Linked DNA regions of Pan troglodytes: region 1 is linked to region 2. The links are chromatin contacts, called in public Hi-C maps. All regions are on one chromosome and are shown on one strand. The core of a region is the stretch at or near the end of the contact, and the rest is flanking DNA. Distances in the headings are between cores, read along the strand shown. Region 1 has its middle 11 kb from the start of SIX1. Region 2 holds the start of SIX6 (SIX homeobox 6).

What was found. Hi-C and Micro-C count contacts between places; a contact is called where the count stands out from the background.
Region 1: a contact with region 2 is called in a Hi-C map of induced pluripotent stem cells, with 2.9 times the contacts expected there. The contact joins the enhancer-like site here to the promoter of SIX6 in region 2. A contact is called at or near these places in 2 of 7 Hi-C or Micro-C datasets (both in induced pluripotent stem cells).

What each region holds. Positions count from the first base shown.
Region 1 is chr15:58,635,714-58,643,182 of NHGRI_mPanTro3-v2.0_pri, forward strand. No RefSeq gene overlaps it. Among named protein-coding and RNA genes, the nearest start is that of SIX1, 11 kb to the right of the region's middle. Within about 2 kb of position 2,923, at least 6 of the 24 cell types and tissues checked have an H3K27ac peak or open chromatin away from gene starts, as enhancers often do. A contact at or near this core is called in induced pluripotent stem cells, where this site is marked.
Region 2 is chr15:58,501,234-58,509,024 of NHGRI_mPanTro3-v2.0_pri, forward strand. It overlaps SIX6 (SIX homeobox 6), which reads left to right and starts at 5,645. Exons shown (of 2, transcript XM_522870.8): 1 at 5,645-6,502; 2 at 7,616-7,791. The coding sequence starts at 5,931. The coding sequence ends at 7,784.

The DNA.
Region 1 (7,469 bases), core at 1,673-4,172, 130 kb after region 2:
CCGCCTCCCAGGTTCAAGCGATTCTCCTGCCTCAGCCTCCCAAGTAGCTGGAATTACAGGCTGAGATGGGTGGATTACCTGAGGTCAGGAGTTCAAGACCAGAATTTTTTTTTATTATTATACTTTAAGTTTTAGGGTACATGTGCACAATGTGCAGGTTTGTTACATATGTATACATGTGCCATGTTGGTGTGCTGCACCCATTAACTTGTCATTTACATTAGGTATATCTCTTAATGCTATCCCTCCCCCCTCCCCCCACCCCAGAATTTTTTAAACAAACAAACAAACAAAAAGTGTTCAACTCTTTCTGAGCCTATATGGTGATTGACTACAAATTGATTAACTTCTCTAAATTTAAAATTTAAACATACACAGTTTTTAGTTGGCCAGGATACTTTTGAAGAAAATAAAGATGATGGAAGAACATGTAGTGTTAAACAACTAAATAAAAAATGCTTTTCCAGGCCAGGCTCAGTGGCTCATGCCTGTAATTCCAGCACTTTGGGAGACTGAGGCAGAGGATTGCTTGATTCCAGGAGTTCAAGACCAGCCTGGACAACATAGTAAGACCTCATCTCTACAAAAAATAAAAATAAAAAACAAAATTAGCCACGCATGTAGTCCTAGCTACTTAGGAGGCTGAGGTGGGAGGACCATTTGAGCCTGTGAGCTCAAGGCTGCAGCAAGCCGTGATTGTGCCACTGCAGCAAGCCATGATCGTGCCACTACACTCTAGCCTAAGCAACAGAGTGAGAGCCTGTCAAAAAAAAAAAAAATCTTTCCAGTAGTAATAACAGTGAAATAACTGTGAAGGGATTGCAGTGCATGAGGATCCATCCTTAAAAACACCTACCACAGGCATACTCCACCTACTCTCTAGGTTTCATATCTACTTGTGCTGGGGTTGTTCCTCCTGCCAATAGTTCTCTGGTTCTACCACTGCATCATTCTAGGGAGAAACAGTCTCCTTCCTGTTCCTCTCTCCCCGCTCCCACTTTTACCCAAGAAAATTTCAGCTATGCATTTTGCTTTCAATAATACCTGAATGAGAAAGTCCTTGAAATAAGAGAAGGATGTATTATATGTCAAAATGAGCTATTCATCCCTGGTGATCATTAGAGTGTCACAAGAGAAGAAATGTACCCAGGAGGGTCTTGCAAAATTTCAACTCTGGGAATTGTGTTCTATCTAAAGACTCTCCATCATTTCAGCAGCCCATTCATTTACTCAAAAATATTTATCAGGTGCCATTATATCCAGCACTGTGTTAACATCAGCAAGACATTAAATCTTAAAAGTAGTTTCTTATTCTACACTTATGTTGACACATTTAGGTGGGGCCTTAAATTCTCTACTCAGCTAAATGCTTTAGTTCTCTTCTAAGTAATTTATCATTTTCCGTCACATTTAAGTGGGTTTTATTTTTTATCAATAGAATTCTACCATATATAATGACATTTACGTAAAAGTTCAAATCATGAGAAATAGCGATAGCAAAATCCAAGCATTACAGATTTAAATATTCTTCCGGAATTAAATTACTGGAGTTAAACTTCTAGATTCCAGATTCACAGTTTCAAGAAATAAATTTCAGCTTTGACTACCCTCGAAGTCTAATCAAGCCCTATGTCTTCATAGAATAACTTGCGTTTCTTTTCGTGATCCAGAAAAGGAGGAAATGGCCATAATCTGCCCTCACTACAAACTCTAGCATCACGGGAATTTTCCCAGGCGGCTTTGTGGCAGTCTAAGGAGGCTCCAAGCATGTTATAACTGCTATTCATTTAACGTCTATTGTGCCAAGCACTTTACATTCAAGACTTTGGCTAATTTTAAGCTTCCCTTGCAGTCTAAATATTGTAGTTCCTATTTTCCCGAAGAGGAAATCGAGGCTCAGAGATGTTAGTTAACTTGACTCAAACCAATGCAATTTGTGTGTGCCAGCGATGCATCTGTGACATTGCCCCATCAATTCTCTCCACAATGTGTTTGTACGTTTAAGAAAGAAAAAACAATCATCCGTGAAGGTTGAGGAGAGAGATGGGGGTTGATAATGTTGTCTGAGAAAGATTTCTGAACACAAGGGGAAATTTAAAAAGAAAATTCTGTAACAAAACAAACCAGTCGCAGCTGTTTGGGTTAAGGGGGAAAACTCGCCTTGAGGGGTCCTGGGTATACTTCCTCCTATCTACGGCTAGGCTGCGCCTGCATCAGGCGTGGTGATTGGCAGGCGCCTACGGCCCACGCAGAGATGGCCGCGTGGGGGTCGGAGCGCCAACTTCTCAGCTCCCCTTCTCCCATGACCCTCACCCTCCACACCATCTTCAGCCGCCCACTGGGAGCTTCCTCCACCCCTACCCCCCAGTGCCGGCGAGGCCCCCTGGCAGATGGAAGCTGCTGACTGATGGGGGCTGCCGAGCGCGAGGGAGCTGAGTGAGGCCCTTGCGCCCTAGGCGGTTGCACCCCGGACCCCTGCAGCTGTGGACGCCGGAGCTGTGCGCAGTCATCCTGAGCCAGCCCGCGGGGCCCGATCGGAAGGGACGCCTCTCCTAAGAGCTGGCCTGGAGTCCTGGAGCCTCCAAGCGGGCAAGTAGGGGCCGCAAAGGCTGGGCTGGGCCTCCGCTGAGGCCCTCGGGGTCCTCTGGGCCCTCATGGCCTGGAGGCCGCGCGGCCCAAGCCCCTAGAGCAGAGGCCGCGCTAGCCTGCAGGGGTCGGCGCAGGGCCGGAGGCAGCGGCTTTTCCTTCCCACTCCGGGTTGACCCTAAAGACACGATTTAACGTGGCGGCGGCAGCTGCCCACGCTGTCTGGAGGAGCAGGGCGCCTGGGATGCGGCGGCGAAGCTGGCCCGGAGGGGGGCCCAGGCCTCACGCGCCCGGCTTTCTCCCAGCTCTCCTCCTCCTCCTTCTCGGGCTCAGAAAGCCTTCCAGCCGCGGCCCCAGCCCTCCCCCCAGACTGTGCTGGGCTCCGCTTTCCCTCCATCAACTCCAAGCCGAATTCAATCCGAGAAGGCTCCTTTGAGCTTTTGTGTTTGCTGGGGGAGATGTGGGCGCAGGAGGGATCGCGTTACAACTTTCATTTCCTGAAATGTTTGAGGGAACATCCAGGGTTTTTATCCCCACATCAGGCCGGGCGATGGGCTCGAGTTTCAGGCCTTGTCACTCAGCTGTCACCAAACAAACGAAGCTCTCAGAGCCCAGGAGAGGGAGAGCTACCTGCTATTCATGACCCCTGGAGCAGGTGATCGCTCATGGGAAAAACAGGTAGAATTAATCATAGGACTGTTCTCTGTTTCCTCTCCTTTTTGGCAGACCTGCCCACAGTGCGAAACCTATCAGCAAACAAATTAACTCTTTCTTGTCACCCAGGGGAACTAAAAATACGGTTTTAGAAAATAACTAAAACACACACGTTTCTCACCAAATGACAAAATGGGAGTTGGAAGGAACATCTTACATCCCGCCCTACCTTGCAATTTCTTAGTTTGTGGGATTCTCATCTTGGTAGGATTTAGAACTTGGGGAAACTGGTAGAGAATGAGGCATTCTGATGTTACCTGGTCCTACTACTGGATGGAGCCCCAGGTGTGGTCCCTGAACTCAGGTAGATTTCAACATCTCCTTCTTGGCTGGGTGTCAATGCAGTTGGGCTTGATCCTACTAAAACAGAAAATCTCTACTCCAACAGGAATTTCTAAGAAATTTCTGTAAATTAGTGTTTTGCTTCCCCCAGCCTCTTCCCTAAGTCAATCATGTTGAGCATCCATGTTGGCTTCTGTGTTAGAAAATCCAAATGCTTTTGAAATCTCCCCATTCATTTCAATTCTAACTTAATCCTAACAGTTTTTTTTTAAAAATTACTTCTTGCCTTAGTTGAACTAAGAAAGTTCAGCATACTGGCGTTGTTTTTGTAGATACTGTTTAATGGCTACTTATTAAATATTACAATACAAATTTCAAAGTGTATCTTTATTTTGTTTAGTTCTACTTTTCCCTTTTTTACATCTCTTTCCCTTCCCTAGAAAATAAAAATAAAGAAAGAAAGAAAAAGAGGAAATTCATCTGGACTTGCTTCTAAGATATATTGATACTGGAAAAGTTAGGCAAGATGGCTTGGGAATCTTCAACCAGACTGATTTTTTTTTTTTAAGTAGAAATATGGTAAGGGGCCAGTATTGTCATTCTGCCTTTCAGTTCTTCCATAAAAGTTGTGTGTGTGTGTGTGTGTGTGTGTGTGTGTGTGTGTGTGAGAGAGAGAGAGACAGACAGACAGAGAGAGGAATCAGGAGATATACTGTATGTAAAATAATCCTCCTGGTCCTCTTCATGAAGATTTTGTCTGTTTATTTTTAAAATAGCCATTGGTTCCAGATTCCCAGAGCTGATTTTCTTAGATTAGCTATTTGTACTCAGAGGTAGAGCCCTGAGCAATATTATTCTTCAATTAAAATCAAGAACTTGACTTTAGGAGGAAGCATGTTATGTTTATATAACATCTGCAATGCATAGAAAATATTCACCACACATATCTGAAGACAAAGCTTCAATTGTTTAAATGTTCTTTTCACTTCATAGATACTAAGGCATGTTGATCTTCTATCGAGCTTAATTTTTTAAAAAGCTTGTTACCTACTTTCATCTCCAAGGCATTTTAAATAAATACAGAGCTAATGCTGTCTTCCTTGTAACTACCTCCTTGATTTAAAGGTAAAATTACCTTTTGTAAAGTATTGCAGGCTGCCATCTCACCCTCATACATGTGCATTTTCTCTACAAGCACTCCACCAAGTCCCCACCACTACCAGTCCCCACCACTATCACAGGCAAAAGTGCTGCAAAAGTTAAGAGGAATATGACTGCATACCGAGTTTAATATAATAGCTGTGTGAAGGCCAACACAAAATGTCACAATTACGTGGGTTTGGTTTGGTTTGTTGGCTCTTTTGGGGGGTGGAAGGGAAGAGGTAAGGAGGTGTTCACAATCCCATTGTCTTTTCCTGGTATTTAGACTATTTGGAAAACTGGCAACTCAAATTAAAACTGAAGTATTGCAAAGCAACTAAAGTTTTTCCTTGAGGGGGAAAAAAAGGAGAGTAGTTAAGTTTGTAAAAACACTTAATAACAAGAAAAGAACATCTAGAAGGTTGATTTTACAGGCATCCTGGCTGGCATCTGCAGATTTTCTATCAAGGATGTCTATGAAATGTTCTTTAACATTTCAATATTCTTTAAGAATCCTGACACTTAATGGCTTATGTCAGTAAAAATATGTAGTCTAGACTGTTTTTTCCCCCCTTTAATATCCCACATGCATATCAGCTCAGGTCTTAAACCACCACCAACCCCCCACTGCTCCCCTCCCCCCACCACCAAAGAATGTTTCTACTGTAAATAAGTCATGGCATTTTAAAACCAATAATCAATTTTAAATCACTAATTAAAATAAATTATATAGAAACTTAAAGTAAATTTGCCTTGTGTTAATCCACGAGTGTTTCTACTTGGGTCTACTTATGTCAGTCTCATAAAACACTGATCTTCTAAGTTAGCATGGAAAGGACAGGGGACCAGATGAAGGGAGGTGGTATACATTTCCATGCCTTATTATAGTAACTAATTTCCATGCCTTATTATAGTAAGCAAAGAGCCAGAGTCTCTCTGTCTACTTATTTATCTTTTTAATGGCAACCACTAATGGCAGTAAAGAAGGGAGAGTACCCAATATCACCTAACCATACTTTAATTACAGTTGGGTAGCCACTTCAGGTAAGCTTAAGTATGTGTTAAATCTGAAGTTAACTGTTTTCTCTTTCCAAGATAAGATTGTTTGAGTTTTGGGTTTTAGGTTTTTGCTTGTTCCTCCATTTTTCTGTTTAATCACAAAAAAAAGAATGTTATTTCAAGAATATTTAACATCTGGCAAAGGAAAACAGTGAGCACTCTCCCGAAAGGAGAGGGAGGAGGGAAGATTCTCAGGTAGCAAAGCGGGAGGGAGCAAACCTTAAGGTGATGGGTTGGACTCTACCTGCTGAGAACTGGGGTCTCAGCTGTCCATTAACAAGTTAAAAGGCGAGAAACTTAAACTCCATTGGAGAAGAGACAGGCGTCCACGCGCCTCAAGCAGTCTCTTTCTCTTTGTTTTTAAACGCTACTGCAGTGTTGTTTCTCGCTGTCTGAAAGGACCACAGCGTCTGAAACCCTGATTGTCATCCTCAGTGGGAGAACAGGTTTCCAATTTCATCAGCTGGACCCAAGTTGTGTGTGTGAGTACTTGGTTTAAAATATTAGAGAAAATGCAGCCTTTCCAGGGCAGCGCTTTTTCTGGGTAGACCAATAGCCAACAACTCGCCTATGATTTTGGCTATTTTTGTTCCTGGCTGGCTCACACCACTCGTATCTAACTCAACCCCTTTAGATACTCTTCCAGGTGGAATTATTGGATTCGGTCAGAATGGGGGAGGGGCCACTATGCCCTTAAGAGGCTCAGAAGTGCCTACCTGGCTAAGGTCGCGGAACACGCGTGCAGGCGATGAGACTGAGCCTTCGGGTCCCTCAGTGTGAATTGTCCATGGGGGCGAGGTGGGGACACACACTAGTGCGCTGGCTTCGGGCAGCTGAAGGAGGTAGTTTCCGAGAGTTTTTAGAGTCCCCTCCAAGGGAAAGCTTGGAAAAAAGAGAAATGGAGCGGAGAGAGCACGTGGGCTACCAGCGACCACCCTCACCTTAAACCTAACCCACCTGTCCCTGTCAACGCCACCCTAACAAATCAGGGCAGAAGGTGAGCCGCGACAGCCTGACCCGAAGCGCGCTGCAGACCTAGGCTGGTGCCTTCCCCTTGGGGCCAGGGCTGTGCGTGGGGGACAAGGCCGCTGCTCTCCCTAGGGCCGCTGGCTAAGAAGGAAATACCTGACCTGGCCCCACCAAGAAAGTGGAGCTCCTCCACCCCCAGTTCTGCTGGAGACACTAGAAGCCAGGGTCCCTCTCTCTGCCGCGGGAAGTTCTAGCGACAAGCCCAGAAAGTGACGCCCTCTCTACCTGGCACCCCTCCTCAGAGCGCGCGGGTGAAGAGTTTGGGACCGAAAACCAAAGCCAAGACCCCAGGAAGCGAAGAAGGAGACAGGAGGTGTCTGAAGCAAGAAGGGCACTGGAGAATCGGCAGCAGGGCCTAGGCCGCCTCCGAACCAGGATCCAAGGCCTGCGCCATCTGCCCTGTGCGGGAAGCGCGGGGCCTGGGAGCCAGGGAGCGCTCACACCTGCGGTCGGGCAGGAGGCGCAACGCGCTGCCAGGGCGGCTTTATCCTGCCGCCACAGGGCGGGGACCAGCCCGGCAGCCGAGTGTCCAGCGCCGCTCACGTGCCTCGCCTGGAGCTTAGCTCTCAGACTCCGAAGAGGGCGACTGAGACTTGGGCCTGGGAGTTGGCTTCGGGGTACCCAAGGCGACGACAGCTGAGTTGTACCACGAAGCTCAG
Region 2 (7,791 bases), core at 4,395-6,894:
CCTTGAGTAAAAAAAGTAAGGTATATAATGGATACAAGTTTGAGTCTATGTTTTAAACCCATCTCTGCCATTAACTAACTGTGCAATATGGGTAATCATTTAACCTCTGTGGTCCTCATAGTTTATTCATTTATAAAATAGAGAGACACTGAACAAGAACTTTCAACCATTGTTCTCTGTCCCACTAATTATTCAAAGAACATAGATCCTAACAAGATAGAAGCAACCCCACCGTTCCCACAGATATTTACAAGCTTTATAAGTATTTGGTTATCCTAAGTATCATTTACAGTAAATTTAAAGAAAAAACAAAATTACAGTAAGCTCTTAGGAACAGATTTTATTAACATGGCCTAGACCCAAGATGAAATTGAAAGTGCTCTGAGTCCTTTGTAAATGCTTCAACTCCACAATAAACCAAATTTTAGCAGGTTTTGTATGTCTGTGCCTTGTTGATTATTTGGGGCAAGATCCTTTGGGTCAAGGTTTCTTAACAGCAGTGTTATTGACTTTGTTATTGTGGGGTCTGGGGGACCACTGTTCTGTTCATCATAAGATGTTTAGCAGCATCTCTGGCCTGCACCCACTAGATGCCAACTGAGACTACCAAAACTGTCTCCAGATATTGACAAATGTCCCCTGGAAGTGGGGAAACAGCAGGAAGGAAACAAAATTCCCCTCAGTTGAGAATTGCTGCTTTGAAGGGTAAGATGTCATGTGAGTGTATTTTTTATAATGCAATATTTAATAAGCACTTTTTGCTAACTAGCTGGATCAACTCAAAGAATTTAAGGTATTTGTTGAAGGCTGATGCCTCTATTTGACTTTATAGTACTTAGAAGGAAATTATGATTTACTACACATGTAATACAAACAGTTGATACAATGTATGACACATACAGTTTAATGTGAATAATATCTGGTGCATCCGAGAGGACATTAAACAAACTTACATTCTTTCACATCATTGAATTTTAAGTTTCTATGTGTATTTTAGAAGGATATTTCGATCTTAGATTTGAAAATTGTCAAAAATAACCTGCTGCTGCGAAAAAAGTATGTCCCAATAGAGAACCATGAATTAATCATTCTTTCAGTCATTCAATAAATGTTTCATTACTAATAATAAAAAGTGTTTTTAAGTGACAAGCTGGCTACATTTTTTAGCACTAATCCTTCAGACAAGAACCCACTGATATGTAGCTCTAAGCAAGTAATGCAGTGGTGTGGTTAGTGCTGTAAACATTTAGGCTTGTCCTAAAGAAGTAGACAAGAGAAAAATGAATTTAAGACCACAGTTTATATTACAAAGTGTATAATTTGTCATCTACTCTTTGGCTTAGATACAAATTTTTATCCAAGTGCCTAGGATCAACCACTAGCTAGAAGTCAAAACACAGTTGAACAGGTAGCCTAACATTTTTTAAGAAAACATTATGCTAATTAATCATCATTGTGAAGTAGCACATTGTCCCAAATTTAAACTTATACAAATTTCCTCCACTTAACAATATAAACAATTCTGCATCACTTTAAAATGTCATTTAAAAATAGCTGATGAAGAATAATAACAAAATATACTAATCTCTTAAAATTAGGTCAATATTTTAATTGTAATACTTTTTTGCCAATTAATTTAACAACACTAGGAAATCTACAAACATTGCTCAAATGGTGTTTGTTCTCAGAAATATACAATTAAAGAGCCTTCTCTGTTCTTTGTTACAAGGTGCACAATGGCAGGGGAGGAATGCATGAAATAGAGCAATCTACCTTGGCAGTTTATTAGTATAGTTAGTAGTACTTTAAAAGTAGGATATTGAATTCATTCCAAAATCTGAAGGTCTGCACTACCAAATACATAAACAAACACACATCTATATTTATGCATATGATATACCTGAAAATCAGAATGCCAAATAAATAAATGTTTGAAAGTGTAAATTTTTAATAGTGTAATTTCAAACTCGGAAAAATGCCTTTTAAAACTTTCTAGATTATTTTATACTTTTTTAGAAGTAGAGTTATAAAACTAAAAGCCAGTTGTCACCACCAACACTCGGCTTTGAGACACAGGAAAGGGAAACCAAGATCTCTTCCAAAGTCCAAATCACACAAAAGACTGGGGACCTCATTGTCTTCCAGTCTGTGACTCTCAGATGCAGCACAAATGTCTTTATCAAGGAATTCAGATGGATTCAATTACCGCATTCTTAAAATAGCTGATTATGTGAAATTGTGTGAGGAAAAAAACAAAAACACAACATTTTAAAAAAGACATTTGACTTAGGAAAAGTCAAAGAAAAGATAAGATTGGAACCCAGAGGTAGGAAAGTATTGACTTCTAAGCACTGCTCTCCTCTGGCAAATGTGAGCAGGATGTAACCAGGATTCCACCTGTCCTCTACTCTAGAGAGGAAAATCAGTAGGGGCAGAGCGAGGAGTGAGATCCCCATATGTGCAGAAGTCCCACACTGAACTCCAGATATTTCCGGCATGAGCCTCAGAATTCCCTGGGGGCACTTTGCCTAAATCCAGCACGAAACAGTTAGCTACAAAACCAGCCCTTGGACATCATCTTCTACATGATTTTTTCCTCCATATTTGCCCCACAAAATGCAACTCTAGAGAAAGCTGAGTAGACGTCTATGGATTCCCGGCAAGACCCGAGCCTTTGTCCAAGACCTCATGTCCCAATCTACTAGCTGCAAACCACCAGTAGCAAGCTGCAAAACCACCCAGACAGGCGCAAGGCCAAGGGCTGCCACTGTACTTTCTCGATTTCCCGGTCAAATGCAAAAGAAAAATGAAATGTGGGATAAGAAGTGAGGGGTTGCCTGGAGGGTTGGCACAAAACCTCAAAACTGGTAAAAGAAAAAAATATATACCCTTCTGTAAAATTAAGAAAAGCCAGCCTGAAGTCACAGCTTTCGTCTGGCAAACTTGGGAGAAGTACACCTTAAAGGTGGGGTGAGGGTCACCGCCTTCCCCAAAAGAGGGTTATTCCTAAGGAATCCCGTGGAGCTTCCCTCTTTCCCAGGGGGCTCGGCTCACATACTTCTTCCTGTTCGTCCCTTCCCCTTGTGAAGCTGGTGAACAAATAAGTGATTCCAAGGTGCCCTGGCGCAGTCTATTTCCTTTGGGTTAATAAAATTAAATCAAGTCCCTTGCGATGGCGAAGATGGATCTCCTGATAGTAGTCCCCAACCTCCAGGCGCTTCTCAGTACCTTCCTGCCGAGCCACCAGACAGTGCTCCTACTCTGCCACACGCAGCCCGCACCCTTCTGGCGGCTCCCGCGAGGCCAACTCAGACTCTCAGTTCCAGTTGCCCGCGAGCCTCAGACACGCAGAAGCTAAAGCGCCCTCATCTAATTATTTGCAGAACTATTATCCAAGAAATGGGCCATGGGATAAATATTCCCATTTCCTGGATGGGGCCCCTAGACTGTCCACTTGCTCACAAAGATTAAGGGTAAGAAACCAGCTCTCCCCGAATGTGCCGCTTCCAAACTGTTCAGCAAAAGGGCGAGGGAGACGTGTGGTCTCCTGGGGCATGGACAACCTCTCCCACCTCAGCAGCTAGGCGCTGGGATCGGGGTCGGCTCTCGGCTCGGCTCGCGGGCTGTAAGGTCTCCGCGGACCCCACCGCCTCTTCTGCGCGCTAAGGGTGAGCGCCAAGCAATTTCGCGAGCAATAGCCGGCAGAGTAACCATCCCGAGAGGGAAAATAAACCTCTGCAAACTGGAGCAAGGGGGTGCTTTCCTTCCCTGGCCAGAAGCTCCGGGATCGCAGCCCTCCCGGGTCCGGCTTCATCCCTGCCCGGCCACCGAGGCCCTCTTTTTCTGCACCGCGGATTCTCCTCCGCCTGCGTGTTCGGGGCCCTTGTATGCGATGTTTCTTTCTAAAAGTTGTCCTTCCGGCTGATTCGGAAGTCGCTCCAAGGGAAAGAAGGTTTATGCTTTGTCATTATCTTCATCGCCCTCTTTATTTTGCCCCTGCCTTGTCGTATTTCAAGAAAATGAACTCTTAGAAAAGAAAGCCTCTCCGTTGAGGCGGTTGACAATCTCACAGAAATGATGTAAATGGTTTCAGGGCTTTTTTCTTCCCCTCTGCTATTTTTTTCGAGTGAACTGTGAAGATCTGTGAAAATAATATCAGGGTTTTCCGTCAGAACGAGCTTTGCCCTGCACTCAGGCGTGGCGTGATCTGACCCGACACCTCCAACCATCTGTGCTATCTATCTGCCTTCTGATTTACCAGATCTGTACAAGCCGCATACAAATTGTACTTGATACTAAAGAAAAGACAGTCGGGTCCAGTCCAGTTCGGCTGTGAACGTTCTCACCTGATTTCTGTCTAGGGATGGACTTCCCCAAAACGGTTTTCCTGGCGTTTTTGTTATACAGCCCCCTACCAGTTATTTTCTTCAAACTAAACAAACCCCTACCACAGGCCCAGATGAGATCATGGTTTCTTTGACCCAGGCCTCAGAAAATGGTATGATGTGAACTGCCAATTGGGAATCAATAAAAGTTGCCAATTCACTCTACTAGCCCAAAGTCAGAGCCACCAAGCCACTCCTTCCTCACTACAAGAGGGGTCAATGATCAGCGGCTTAGGAAGTGCTTTCTGGGCCCCTGCATTGTTGTGGATGCCCTTCTGTATTGTATTTTTACTGAATTGTTTTTGAGCTAAAATGCCAAGGTTAGAGTTGTTATCCCCAGCTCAAGAGGTATAAGTTCTAACACAAGGTAGGGGCAAAATAAGCCTGCAAGGAAAGGAGTTAAGTCGATATTTTTAAAAAGATCTAGGAAATAAGCTTTTAAGTTGCTGTCCTGACCTACCAATGACTTCTCGGCTCTAGATGTGGCTATGCTGCACTTTGTTCAAGTCCATTAAACTGGGGGAGGGGGAGAAAGTATATTTCTCCCCCTTTATTTGGAGGTCCCTACAGCCCACCCTTCTTTTCTTAAAGTGTCTGACTTCGTGGTCTGCATCTGCGTTATCAGACGTGAACATGTCCTTGTTGGCATTTAAAATTATTTTAGTGGGCTTTGAAGGGAGTAAGGCTAGAGTTCAAACTGACCTCTTCTACAGATCCCTGGTCCTGTTCCTGCTGCTCCAGATTTGCTTCCCACTCAGCTGCTTTGGCAACTGGAAAGGGGAAGAGGGAGGCATGCAGAGATGGGTACTTGGGAAAAAATGAGAAGATCGCTTTCCCCCACCGGCTTCCTGCTCCCACCGCAAGGTTTGCTGTTTCGTTACAACTAAACTTGCGAATTCTCGGAGCATTTCAGTTTGGCCCAGTCCTCTTTGTCCTCTGGAGACCTCTCGACCGAGACAACGCATCGCCCCAAAGTGAATTCCTGAATTCCTGTGGCATCACTGCCTCTTTGGTGGGAAAAAGGGAGGGAGGGGTAGAGCGGGGTGGGGGAGGGAGGAGTAGTGAACGCTGCCGCACTCGCCTCTCTTTTTCTCCCAGACACTCGCCTGTCTTTTCAACCTCCAGGTTCTGCAAAATACTGAAGAAAAGTCCAGGGGCTAACGGCGGGCGCTGTCGAGCACGGGGAGGTGCTGAAATAGTCCTGGCGTGCTGATCCAAGCTTTGATTGGCAGAGCCAGCCGGTGACTGACAGGGGGTCTCCATGGCGCCCGCGCCGCCAATCCGCCCACCCCAATAGCGGAGCCAGCTCGCCTGCCTGCGTGCCTGAGCCGAGCCGAGCCCGAACCCCAAGCCGCGCAGCCAGCACCTCCTCCAGTCGGGGTCGCCCGCTCCCGGCCGTTGAGCCACCGCCGCCACCCGGTAGTGTGTCCCGCTGCCCCAATCCGCCTCATCAACAAGCGCCTGGCACACTCAGCCAGGCCCGCGGGCATCTGCTGCGTGTCCCGCTCCGGGCTCAGTGCCCTCGCCGCCGCCGGCACTGCCTCGATGTTCCAGCTGCCCATCTTGAATTTCAGCCCCCAGCAAGTGGCCGGGGTATGTGAGACCCTGGAAGAGAGCGGCGATGTGGAGCGCCTGGGTCGCTTCCTCTGGTCGCTGCCCGTGGCCCCTGCGGCCTGCGAGGCCCTCAACAAGAATGAGTCGGTGCTACGCGCACGAGCCATCGTGGCCTTTCACGGTGGCAACTACCGCGAGCTCTATCATATCCTGGAAAACCACAAGTTCACCAAGGAGTCGCACGCCAAGCTGCAGGCGCTGTGGCTTGAAGCACACTACCAGGAGGCTGAGAAGCTGCGTGGAAGGCCCCTGGGACCTGTGGACAAGTACCGAGTAAGGAAGAAGTTCCCGCTGCCGCGCACCATTTGGGACGGCGAACAGAAGACACACTGCTTCAAGGAGCGCACGCGGCACCTGCTACGCGAGTGGTACCTGCAGGATCCATACCCTAACCCCAGCAAAAAGCGTGAGCTCGCCCAGGCAACCGGACTGACCCCTACGCAGGTGGGCAACTGGTTCAAAAACCGCCGACAAAGGGACCGAGCGGCTGCAGCCAAGAACAGGTCGGTACCTAGAGGCCTCCGCGCTTTGAGCGCACCGGGGAGGAGGCGGATGGAGGCACCTCTGGCGCCCTTACCCAGTCCCTGGCGACTCCAATTCAGCAGGAGTTGGGAGCGCGGTCTGTCTCGGGTTAAGAGCCCTGCGTTCTGGGCTCCTGGCCGGGAGTTCCCTTGCCGGCTCTGCTTCCCCACCCGCTGGCTCCCCACGCCTGCGGGCAGCTGCAGCAGCTGGTCCCGGCCACCAAACCAAGGCTTCACTGGGACGGAGAGGGGAAGAGAAATAAAAAATTAAAATCCTACAAACCGTTAGGGACCCCAAGACCCAAAGCTAATTCTTGTCAGCCTGGGCACAGGCTCCTACTATTAATCGAAGCCTGGCTTATTAGCAATGTGTCGGTTTCATGTTAATTATCATTTTCAAAGCCCAGGTATATCCCTCCCTAATGCTTTGAAAACAGTTTTCAATGGACTTTTGAGAAATGGGAAGTCGAGTTTTCCTCTTCCCATGCGCTGCCTGCCACTCTTGTCTCAAAACAGCAAACTAGTCCGTGGGCCGAGGCTTTTCGTTTCCCGGAGTGTGGATCTCGATTAGCCAAACATTTTGCGGAAAAGCCCGGCCTCATCCCCCAGGCCCAAATGCTCCTTACAATCCTTTTTGCCTTTAGGTCGGGCCGACCCGATCCAACGCGATCGCGGGAGCACTTGCTCAGGCGTAAGCCCCAGGCAGACGCACCGTTAGAAATGGTATCCCATGTCCCTGGGACCGATCTGTCCTTGTCACCCATGCTTCGTTTATTTCCTGACAGTCCTGTAAATCTCCCAAAAGTGCACAACAAACAGGGAGGACACTGCAAGCCCAGTATATAAAAGACCTGGGAGCTGCGGCGCTGAGAAAGGGCGCGAATCATGGTGGGGCACAACGGTAGGGACCCGCGGAGGGGCGGCCGCGGACTCCTGCCCGACCTCTGTCGCCTTGCCGAGTAATCCTCGCCTTAAGTGCTGGGGTCTTCGGAAGAACCTCTAGCCGCCGGGCTGGAGGGACGCAGGAGGTGGTGGGGGCGGGCGACGGGCGGCTGTGTTACGAGCTGTGACCCGTGTTCCCTTTCTTCCCCGTAGACTCCAGCAGCAGGTCCTGTCACAGGGTTCCGGGCGGGCACTACGGGCGGAGGGCGACGGCACGCCAGAGGTGCTGGGCGTCGCCACCAGCCCGGCCGCCAGTCTATCCAGCAAGGCGGCCACTTCAGCCATCTCCATCACGTCCAGCGACAGCGAGTGCGACATCTGAGTTGCCC